Linked DNA regions of Mus musculus: region 2 is linked to region 1. Evidence: chromatin contacts called from public promoter capture Hi-C data. All regions are on one chromosome and are shown on one strand. The core of a region is the stretch at or near the end of the contact, and the rest is flanking DNA. Distances in the headings are between cores, read along the strand shown. Region 1 holds the start of Tspyl3 (TSPY-like 3). Region 2 has its middle 47 kb from the start of Commd7.

Region 1 (5,279 bases), core at 1,196-3,695:
CTTTCGTGAGATGACAACCTGGGGGGAACTCGGAGGGCAGGGCAGTTTAGCCTTTTATCTATAGGAACCCACAAGGGGTAGAGGGGCAGAGGAGGAGGGGAGACTAAAGTTTCTTTAAAAGAACACAGTGTAAAATGAAGTGATTAACCATCCCTGCCCCAGCCCGACACTGGGTACTCTGGATATTCTAAGCCTCGCTAGAGAAACCAGAGCAAAGTGGGCAGAGAACACCAGCAGTTCAGAGTTTAGTCTTCCTCACTGGAGACAGGCAAATTCAAGAACCGGTCTCCTTAGCTATTTGGGGAAACAAATAGCATCTTCAGATATGTTTCAGCGTTGTTCCATTAAAAGCCATGTGATATCTCTGCCAGTGGAAGCAAGCCCCATGGCCAGAAGCCTCCCTTCTCCAGGACCTACAACCTGGCAGCTTAAAAACAGGTAGGTGTAGGAGAAGCTGACAAGAGGTCTGGGTTCTGTGTAGGTCTTGGAATGAGGCTTCTTAAAGGACTACCAACCTTGCTCCTGCCTTGAGCACACACCCAGATATGCCAGCCTACTATAATCTCTATGGTAGTAGGAGCGCTCACGACATTGACAGGTGACCCTTCCAGACCTGACAGCAGGCAACAAGGATGATGGTAGACAAGGTAGAACTCCTCAGAAAGCCAATGGCCAGGCATGGGTAGGGTACAACACGGGTCTTCACAAGCCAACACCAGGCTATAGGAGGGGCACGCATAGGATGAAGAGAGCAGCATGGTCAGGAATAGTGTACTTCTGGCCTTAGGCCCCGCCCATGTCTCTTCACCTGGCTGTCCAGGCTGCAGATCCTCAATAGTCCAGTCGGTAGGAGCTGCTCTGTCTGCGGTCTTGGAGCCATGGGGTATCCAAGTCTGGTTGCCCATCAGGACCAAATGCACCCGCTTCATCTTAGGTGTCACACCTCAGTTTGGGACAGTCAGCACTTGTCAAACTTTGAAGAGCTAGGCCTCCAACAGGAGCTGGTCCTTGTGAAGCCTTGTCAGTCGTGGTGGCAAGTAAGTGAAAGGCCATGTTTTACATGTGGTCCAGGCCAAAGCCATGATGACAGTATACATCCATAACATTGGGTGCCTGCTATAAGTACAGTGGCGTATGAGAAGTACATGACATAGAACAGCGTGAAGATCACAGCCTTGGCCCCGAGTCCACCAAACACGCTAAGGATTCAGAAGTCACAGAGGAGAAGGCAGACAGTAGAGCACTGGCCTAGACATAGGCAGGTTGGCAGGGAGAGAGCAGGAGTCCTATGTAAGCACCAAGTATCAGAGCAGGACTTAGCCAGACTGGAACCCATAGGGCCTTGGCCGAGCCTCTGCTGACCACCTTGCAAGGCTTCGTCTAGCTCTGTAGGGCCTTTGCCCCAGCAAGTAGTATTGCAAAGGGTTGGGCCACAGGTCATCTTTAATGATCTGGGCCACCCTGTCAGCTTCTAGGAGGCTATGCTGTGAAAACCAGCTGAAGAAGCTTCGCACGGCATCCCGGTTCCTGTGCACCAAGGCAGGAGGTTCCTGGCCTCGGTGCCAGAGGATGCGAGTAGCAATGGACACCACACCGCCTGAGGCTCTGCACTCATACTCCTTCACTATCACCTCATTTCGGAAGTAAGGGTTGCTCTCAAACAGGAACTTGAACTTGCAACCTGTTCTGGAGTGCCTGAGCTCCCTCACCTCCAAATTCATCAGGTAGCCAAGCATGTCTTCATCCCTAGGGCTGATCATAGCTGATAGCTGTGGGTGGTTCAGGAAGGCAGTGACCCAAAAGCCTGGAATATTTTGAATGATGAAGCTCCTACGGGCTAGGTGCAACCGACGCATCCTCCCAAACCTGCGCACCAGCTGCAGGTGGGCCCCATCCGCCTGGGCACTCATGGCCTCTAACTCCCACTGGATGGCCTCTAGAGGGTCCACGATAAGAGCCCTGAGGTCCAGAGGCCTCAGGCTCTCCTGGGCTTCCGCGACCCACTCCAGCTTCTCCCCCACCTCCGCAGGCTCCTCCGCGGCTACAGAGTCTTCCTCAGTCGTCACTTCCTCAGTCTTTCCTTTGGTCCCCACCCCATTACCCGAGCCCTTCTCGCAGCCATCCAGGTTCAGAACGCGGGAGGCAGAGTTCTCTCCAGTGTTTTCTGAGGAAGGCGGTGCGGTTGCAGGGCTGGCTGCGGGGTTGCAGGGCCTAAGCGGCTCAGCTCCGGGGACACGGGGCCGGGCCGGGTGTGCATCCCGCTCTTGTATGGGCGGCAGGCACATGGTCGCCTCCAGAACCCCGATCCCCTCCCACGCCATCACCTACTGAGTGTCTGGCTGGAGCGGCCAGGAGAGCACCCGCAGGATTGTGGTATGTCGCGGCAGTAGAGATGCAGGCGGCAGGCAGGGTCTCCTCTCTGGGGCGAGCTCCGCCCCTTGCACCCCCCTGCCGGATGTGACTTGCTAGAGTCACTCCACTGCAGGAGACAGGGAAGATGAGACCACCTGAGTCAAACAGAACTGGTTCCAGGTTAGAAGGGCAGGTGATGAAAAAAAAAAATGCTGGGCTGGTATAGACTAGGAAAAGAGCAGGCATTAGGAGTCAGGCCCAACTCAGCAGATGTGGTTGTAACCTTGCATCAAAGCCAGCACAACACGGGAGGGTTGTTTTCCTTCCCTGGCTCTTTGCAGCTTTAGGGCTGGCAGATAGGACACGTGCAGTCTTGTCAGGATGTATTATCCTGGCATAGGCAGAGGGCTTACCAGATTCAAACTGGGAACTAAAGATAAACGTAACTGTCAGGCAATGAAGCTGCTGGGAAAGCCCTAGAAAGATGAGAGGCCAGGAACAATCTAAAGTTGCTCCATTGTATTGACCTGTGAACATTTATGGAGTGCTTTCATGGTTGCTAATTGATATAGGATGGCACAGCCCCACTGTGGGTAGTGCCATCCCTTGTCCGATGGCCTGGGCTGTGTAGGAAAGGTAGCTGAAGGCTGTGAGGAGCAGAGGAAGCCCTGATGAAATGTTTATTACTGATAAGGATCAATGCCTCAGACTTACAAACTGCCAAAGCCTTCCTCTGGTTCTGTGTTCCCGGGAATGCTGGTAAGTGGACAGAAAGCATTAATTACAGCTTGTACCCCTCCCCCCCAGATGTTTACAGCTTGAGACTGCTTGCCCAGAGAGACTATCAACACTAACCCTTCCTTCTCACGCCATACCTAATAAAATGCCATACCTAATAAAATGCACGGAGGTTCCAATTGCTGCAGCTGGCTTGGCTTCAGCAGAGGGTGTGCCACACTAATCCTAGTTTTTCATGCACATATCTGTCCTTTCTTCACTCTCATCCCCTTGTCCAGTTTCCAGAACCAAGTCCCCAATGATAAATTGTAACCTGTATGATGAAATAAACCCTCTCACTCCCAAGCTGGTTTTGGTTACTATTTTAACTAAGCAAACTAGGACAGGGACACTCTCCTTGTTTTGTTTCATTTTAAAAGAGGTCCTCTCATCAGGGCCTGTGTCTGGGATAGCCCCAGAGCTAGGATGTAACTGCCCCTGCACTCCACAATCCAAGTGTGGCAACATTCCTGTAGTCTCAGCCCTCAAACTTGTGTAGGTCAGTACCTGGAAAGTATAATTCTGCCTAAATGTTCCTGCCTTTCTCATCAAAAGATACCACAGCTCCCTCATCTGAAACCCCTAGACCTCTCATATGACATCCACTATCTAGAGTATAAAGTAGAAAACTCTAACTGGGATTCTGACCCACTGTGGTGGACAGTGGACATTTATCAAGGGGGAGGGTGAAATAAAAGATCAGCCCTCTGCCTTTGGGTACCAAACACCTGCACACTGATTCTTTCTGGCCCCACAGTCTCTAGGGCTAGACTCCCAAATAGCCATCTGACTTTGACACTGGCTCCCATCTCCTAGATTGGAAAATCTCAGTGCAAAGGGTGGGGCCTGAGATGATGACTTGTTAAGAGACAGGCCTAGCAATAGTGTTAGGTGAGCCTACATCAGACTGGAAGCACAGTTTGAGCACAGATTTGTAAAGCTGGGCCCTAGCCATCAAAACGTGTACAGCTTGAGGAGCCTGAAAAGGGCTCTCTTCCTGTCAGAACTGCATGAAGAAGTCATCTATAATCACCACCCACCCCTAGACACTAAAGGAGAGCCTTTGTATGGCCTGAGAACAGTCACAACCAGAAAAGAGAGGGCAAAGAACCAAGAGTGCTGAGATCAAGTACATGTGAACCTCTATATCAAAACAAGTGTGCCAGCACTTAGGAGGCAGAGGCAAGCAGATTTCTTTTTTTCTTCTTTTGGTTTTTTGGAGACAGGGTTTCTCTGTGTAGTCCTGGCTGTCCTGGAACTCACTCTGTAGACCAGGCTGGAGTTCAAGGCCAGCCTGGTCTACAAAGTAAGTTTCAGGACAGCCAGGGCTATACAGAGAAACCCTGTCTCGAAACCAAACAAACAAAAACCAAGTGTGGAGACTGGACTACCTCTGCCATTTTCAGTTACATAACACTTCAGTGCTTAAAGGCTGTTTGATCTGGGTTTTCTGACTCTCACACCCAATATGAATTGGCACAATGAAGCCACTTACCTCAAAGACATTCAGTCAAGACCTACTGTCTGCCATACCCTCACCGGTATCACTTTGGATGCTCAAGATGCCTACAGATTGCCATTCTTCACAATTTCTGGCTCACTGCAACCCTCCCCAAATAAACAAGTTCAAAACTGCAAAGCACATCATTCAGAAGTTTTTAATAAACAACTTCATTATAAAAACTTTTTTTTGAAAATTAATTCTGTAAAACATTGAAAAAATCTACTTTAACAAAGATATGCCCTGTGCATTTTCTAATGGCACTTATATTTTACAATTAAAAACCTTGTTTTATATAAAGCCAAAAATACTCCAAGAGGTTATTCACTGTGTTTACAAAGTGCTAGAAGGTTTTTGTCTTGTATTTTTCTTTAAATAATCTGGCATTAAGAAAGAGTGGCTCTAGAGCATCAACCAACTGGCAGTGGGGGAGGTGTGAAGTAGTGTTCAGGGATTCTAGTGCCGGACATGCAGAGGTGCGCATGGAGAACTGGTGGAGGACGCCAAAGTAACATCTGAAGCAAGGTGATAAGAACAACTCCACACAGCCCAAGATTACACAGTGAACACCCTCTCCACACCACAGACTCCGCTCTCCAGTGGTTAAAGTCACAGCCACTTCCTTCCACAGCAGGTTCAGAGCTCCAGG
Region 2 (5,279 bases), core at 2,061-4,560, 360 kb after region 1:
ACCTGGGAGGGGGCCGAGAAGGAAGCTGAGCATCATGGGTACAAAGGTCGCAGCTCCACCGTCTCCTTGAGGTTTCAGCCAGGCAGCTGGCTGTGTCCACCCCACATTCTGGGGAGGGAAATAAGTATGGGAGGGTGACAGGGGACACTTTGAGGTGGTGGCCACCTCTGTGAGTGAGAGAGGCAGCTGCTCAGCCAAGAACTGGGGGCAGGGGCGCCTCCTGCGGCTAATTAAACTGAGCCGGTGATGAATCGGTAGAGGTTACAGCGTGCTAATTAAAGGTGCTGTATCTTGCCTGGCAAGGATGGAAGGCACCAGAAGCTCTGCAACCACAAGCAGGGCCAGGCCTGTGAGGCCTCCCACTGTGCAGGTTCTGGGTTGTCCTTCCCTTCTCCGCCCCTCCCCAGAGGGCCGGCCCCCTCCCCACTTCCCTATCTCTTCTGCCCACCTTGGGCCAGCCCTGCCTCCAACTTCCCCCGCCTTCCCACCACCCCAAATCCTCCCCAGATAAAGGCGAGCAGAGGCGAAGTAGAGCCTGTCGCCCTTAGCCTGAATCAGTGGTGGGTTCTGCGGGCGGGCGCTGTGTTGAGCCTCCGTGGAGCTCCTTTTAACCCCAATTCCTAATGTGTCACTGCTGAATTCAAGTGTAATAGGAACAAGGCCACCAAGACTTTTTTTTTTTTTTGAGACAGGGTTTCTCTGTGTAGCCCTGGCTGTCCTGGAATTCACTTTGTAGACCAGGCTGGCCTCGAACTCAGAAATCCTCCTGTTTTTGCCTCCCAAATGCTGGGATTAAAGGCGTGCACCACCATGCCCGGCTCGACTTCTAGAATCTTAACTACTTTTCTGTTTTGTTTTGTTTGGGGCTTTATTTCTATTAGAGAGACAGACAGACAGACAGACAGACAGACAGACAGGCAGGCAGGCAGGCAGACATGCAGAGAGTTAGTTCCCAAACACTCTAGCCTTAACAATACAGTCATGTCTGGGGAAAGTTAAACAAATGACCTCTGACCTTTGACCTTTGCACAGAGCAGGGAAAAAAGACTCCAAAGCACCCAGTCCTGCCCCAAGTTGGTTCCAGGCAGAGGTGTGGCTCAGTGGCTCCCCAGAGACTTGAGTTAGAGTCCAAGCCCGGCTCATTTGCCAATTATGTTAATTGGCAGGAGAAGCAGCTGCCCTGTGCCTTGACCTGTACCCCACCTGGAAGAGCCACTGAGACCGCAGCAAAGGAGACAACTCAGGTGAAACTAGTCCAGAGTCAGCTCCGACTGCTATGAGCCACTCTGACCTTCCAGCACCGGGATCATCTGGTTGGCCTGGCACCAGAACAATGCACCCCCACCCCCACCCCAAATCCAAAAGGCTGCAGCCTGTGTCCTGGAGAGGGTGATGAGAAGGGCAGGTGAGATAGCGCAGCTGGTTAAGAGCACTGACTGTTCTTCCAGGTGTTTTGAGTTCAATTCCCAGCAACCACATGGTGGCTCACAACCATCTGTAATGGGATCTGATGCCCTCTTCTGGGGTGTGTGACTGAAGACAGCTACAGTGTACTCATCTAAATATAAATAAATAAATAAATAAATAAATAAATAAATAAATAAATAAATAAATAAATAAATAAATAAATAAATAGCACTGGCTGTTCTACTGGAGTAAGTTAAGGTTCAACTCTTTTTTGTTTGTTTTGTTCTTTAGTTTTTGTTTTTGTTTGTTTGGGGTTTTTTGTTTTTGTTTTTTGTTTTTGTTTTTTGTTTTTTGTTTTTCGAGACAGGGTTTCTCTGTGTAGCCCTGGCTGTCCTGGAACTTACTCTGTAGACCAGGATGACCTCGAACTCAGAAATATGCCTGCCTCTGCCTCCCAAGTGCTGGGATCGAAGGTGTGCGCCACCACGCCCAGCTAAGGTTCAACTCTTAACACACAGTTCTGTTTAACTCGAATTCCAGGGAGACCCAATGCCCTGTTCTGATCAGCACACCAGACATGAGCATACATGCAGGAAGACCACTCATACACGTAAAATTCAATAAAATATTTCAAAGGATAAAATTTAGTTTGTTTTTTTTTTTTTTTAATTAAAAAGGTGACTGGCAGGATGGTGGCAGCATATGCCTCTAATCCCAACACTCCGGAGGCAGAAACAGGCAGATTTCTGAGCTGGAGACCAGCTTGGTCTACAGAGCAAATTCCAGGACACCCAGGGCTGACACAGGGAATCCTTGTCTCAAAAAACTAAAGACAAAATAGAGTGATTAGAGATGCTGAGTGGGGTGCTCATGAAGGGACTCTCCTGTGGAATGGGCTGCCGGATACAGAATTCAGCATTAGGCTTCACAAAGGAGACCAAGATGAACTTGGGACTCATTACTTCTCAGGGGACCCCAGTCTGGAATCAGAGAAAAAACAGTCACACATCTGGAGCTATGGGTCCAGGGTAGAGTGCTGGCTTGACATGTAGAAGGCCCTAGGCTCATCCCTAGCACCACAAAAGTGAACAAATTTAACTAAAAAGGAAAAGAAAAAAAAAATCCAGTGTAGAGACACACGATTATAATCTCAGCATCTGGTCGGCAGAGGCAAGGGGATAGGGGCTTCAGACCAGCCTTAGCTCCTTAGTAAGCTGAAGGCCAGTCTGAGCTGTAGTGACTCTGTCTCGACCCTCACCCAATGAAAGAACGCAGGCACAGGGAGGCTCTGGTGTCTCTATGCAAAGGCCTGAGTAGGAAGCGCTGCTGGTTTTGGAGGTCAGCTGCAAAACAGAAGGAAGGCAACTTTCTGACCTTGTTGGAGGGGGAAGCTGCTTTGTGGGTTCTGGGGGACACGGGCCTGATCACTCTAAGAAGCTCACAGACATCTGGAATTTCAGATACTGTGGTTTCAAGGACGGCAGGGTCCACAAATCCATTCATGTCTTTGAAGGGCTATGTTATCCCTCTTCATGGCCAGGCATACAGCTAGGATGAGAGCTTTTGCTGCTAAGTAACTCTGTGACGGAAGGAATACTGAGCCATCATGAGACCCAGACGCGTGAAACCCGTGGCTGAGAAACTCAGGACTACTGTCTGCCCTGACCCTGGGACCTTAGGCTACTTATCAAAGCTAGCAGGGATCTAGCCTCAAGAGTACGCCCCTATCCCACTATCCTCACTACAGGGAGGAGCGGGCACAAAGGTCCTAAGCAGGTGGCGCTACACGGAAGCCTATACTAGCAAAACCCGCAGCTCCTGGAAAACATCGGGTTGCCTCAGCGTCCCTGGGGGCCCCTTACCGGGAGCTCAGCCAAATGCTGGTCTATAGCACCCTCTGGTGGTAGTTTGGGGAAGTGGTGCACACAGAACCCACTGTTTGTTTAAGGTTGGGTGGGGCAGGTCATTATTGGAAGAGCGAACTACCCTTCCCAGACAAGAGAAAACAGGCCTAGAAGGGCAGTGGCTGCAGGGTCAATACTGACTCAAAACTGGAACCAGAACGCCTCTGTACCAAGTGACTTTACGTGGGGCTCTCCAAACACTCTACAGGCTGGGAGGTACGCAGTTACCAGAATGCTTGCTTAGCATGCACCAGTGTCTGAGTTCAGTCCCCAGAACTGCATAAAACTGGATATGGCTGGCGTGCACCTGCAATCCCAGCTCTTGGGAGGCGGAAGTTGAAGAATCAGAACGTCAAGGTCATTGACAACCACATCCAGAGGCCAACCTGGGGGAAAGGAGGGAGGTAGAGAGGAAAGGGGAGAAATGTAGAAAATGTTTAGAAATAAAATTAACAGAAGTAAGACTTTATACCCTGAAAACTATAAAACATTGCTTAAAATGTTTAAATAACCAAAATCAATGAAATATCTGTATTCTTGAGTCTGAGGACCAATTTTTTTTCCTTTTTTTTTTTTTTTTTTTTTGTTTTTTTGTTTTTTTCGAGACAGGGTTTTTCTGTATAGCCCTGGCTGTCCTGGAACTCACTCTGTAGACCAGGCTGGCCTCGAACTCAGAAATCCGCCTGCCTCTGCCTCCCAGGCTCTGTGTATGGCAAGGCAAATGGATTAATCCTGAGATTTGTTCAGCCTGAACCTTAGTCTCTTATAGAGATGAACAAGTTAGTGGTAAGATTCACACAGAGACTAGAGAGACTTAGAATGATAATCTTTAAAAAGGAACAACACTTGGGAGTGGAGAGATGGCTCAGTGGTTAGGAGCACTGATTACTCTTCCAGAGGACTGGGGTTCAAATCCCAACACACACATGACAGCTCAGAATTATTTGTAACTTGAAGATCTGAGAAGATAGGAAAAAAAAAGAACAAACGAAAGAAGAAACACTTTTGGGGCTACTACACTTCCCATTGCAAAAGTTCTCAGATCACTGTCACAGTCAGAAGAGACAAGGGTAGAGAGGAGTAAAACAGCACTGAGAGTCCAAGGATAGACCTTCACATCTGACACAGCACTGAGAGTCCAAGGTTAGACCTTCACATCTGACACAGCACTGAGAGTCCAAGGATAGACCTTCACATTGAGGTCAGCCTCTCAACAAAGGCAGCAAGCCAGCTTAATAAGGACAGGACAACCTTCTCAACAAATATGGCAGCAGACACTTGTCACATGGTAGCAGACCCCTATCTCACACTACACAAACATTAACTGATGACAAACTGTAGGCCTAAATGTGAAGCCCAAACTGTACAACTGTCAGAGGAGGACATTCTGAGTATGAGAGGCCATGCTTGTAACTCCATCACTTGAGAGGCTGAGGCAGGAGAATCAAGAGTTTGTTCACATGGCAAGACCCTATTTCAAGAAAGAAAGAAGAATCAAGAGAAAGGAGCCATACATTCACATATACAGTCATGTGGCCCATTCACTCATTCACCCACACATGCACTCATGTGGCTCATTCATTCATTCACAGGTACACTCATGTGACTCATTCATTCATTCATTCATTCACATGTACACTTATATGACTGTTCACAGCAGCATTATTCATAGTTTTAAAAAAAATCAAGGGTCTCCCAAGCTGCTGGAGAGATGGCTTATCAGGCACTTGCTCTTCCAGAAGACATGGGTTTGATATGCAGCACCCACATGGTAGCTCACAACCACCCATAGCTCCAGTTACAGGGCTCCAACTCCCTTCTAACCTCTTAGGCGCACCAGGAATACACATGGTGCAGAGAAATACATGCAGGCAAAAGACACACATACAGTGACAATTTTAAATGAAAAAAAAAAAAAAAAGATCTCCTTCAAATGAAGGCTGGAGAAAGAGTGGGTGTCAGAAATTG

The links. Promoter capture Hi-C pulls out the DNA fragments that hold promoters and counts their contacts.
Region 2: a contact with region 1 is called in a promoter capture Hi-C map of embryonic stem cells, with 3 times the contacts expected there. The contact joins the enhancer-like site here to the promoter of Tspyl3 in region 1. A contact is called at or near these places in 13 of 39 promoter capture datasets (the 3T3-L1 cell line, the HPC-7 cell line, embryonic stem cells and 6 more), 7 of 484 Hi-C or Micro-C datasets (the G1E-ER4 cell line and embryonic stem cells), 6 of 115 datasets of contacts at active chromatin or transcription factors (DN3 thymocytes, craniofacial prominence, embryonic basal ganglia and 3 more) and 3 of 9 other capture datasets (adipose tissue, embryonic stem cells and liver).

The regions. Positions count from the first base shown.
Region 1 is chr2:153,222,996-153,228,274 of GRCm38.p6, forward strand. Tspyl3 (TSPY-like 3) reads right to left here and starts at 2,446. Exons shown (of 1, transcript NM_198617.2): 1 at 1-2,446. The coding sequence starts at 2,321. The coding sequence ends at 1,317. It overlaps Plagl2 (pleiomorphic adenoma gene-like 2), which reads right to left. Exons shown (of 3, transcript NM_018807.5): 3 at 4,774-5,279.
Region 2 is chr2:153,583,426-153,588,704 of GRCm38.p6, forward strand. No RefSeq gene overlaps it. Among named protein-coding and RNA genes, the nearest start is that of Commd7, 47 kb to the right of the region's middle. Within about 2 kb of position 3,311, at least 54 of the 459 cell types and tissues checked have an H3K27ac peak or open chromatin away from gene starts, as enhancers often do. A contact at or near this core is called in the G1E-ER4 cell line, the HPC-7 cell line, embryonic stem cells and 1 more, where this site is marked.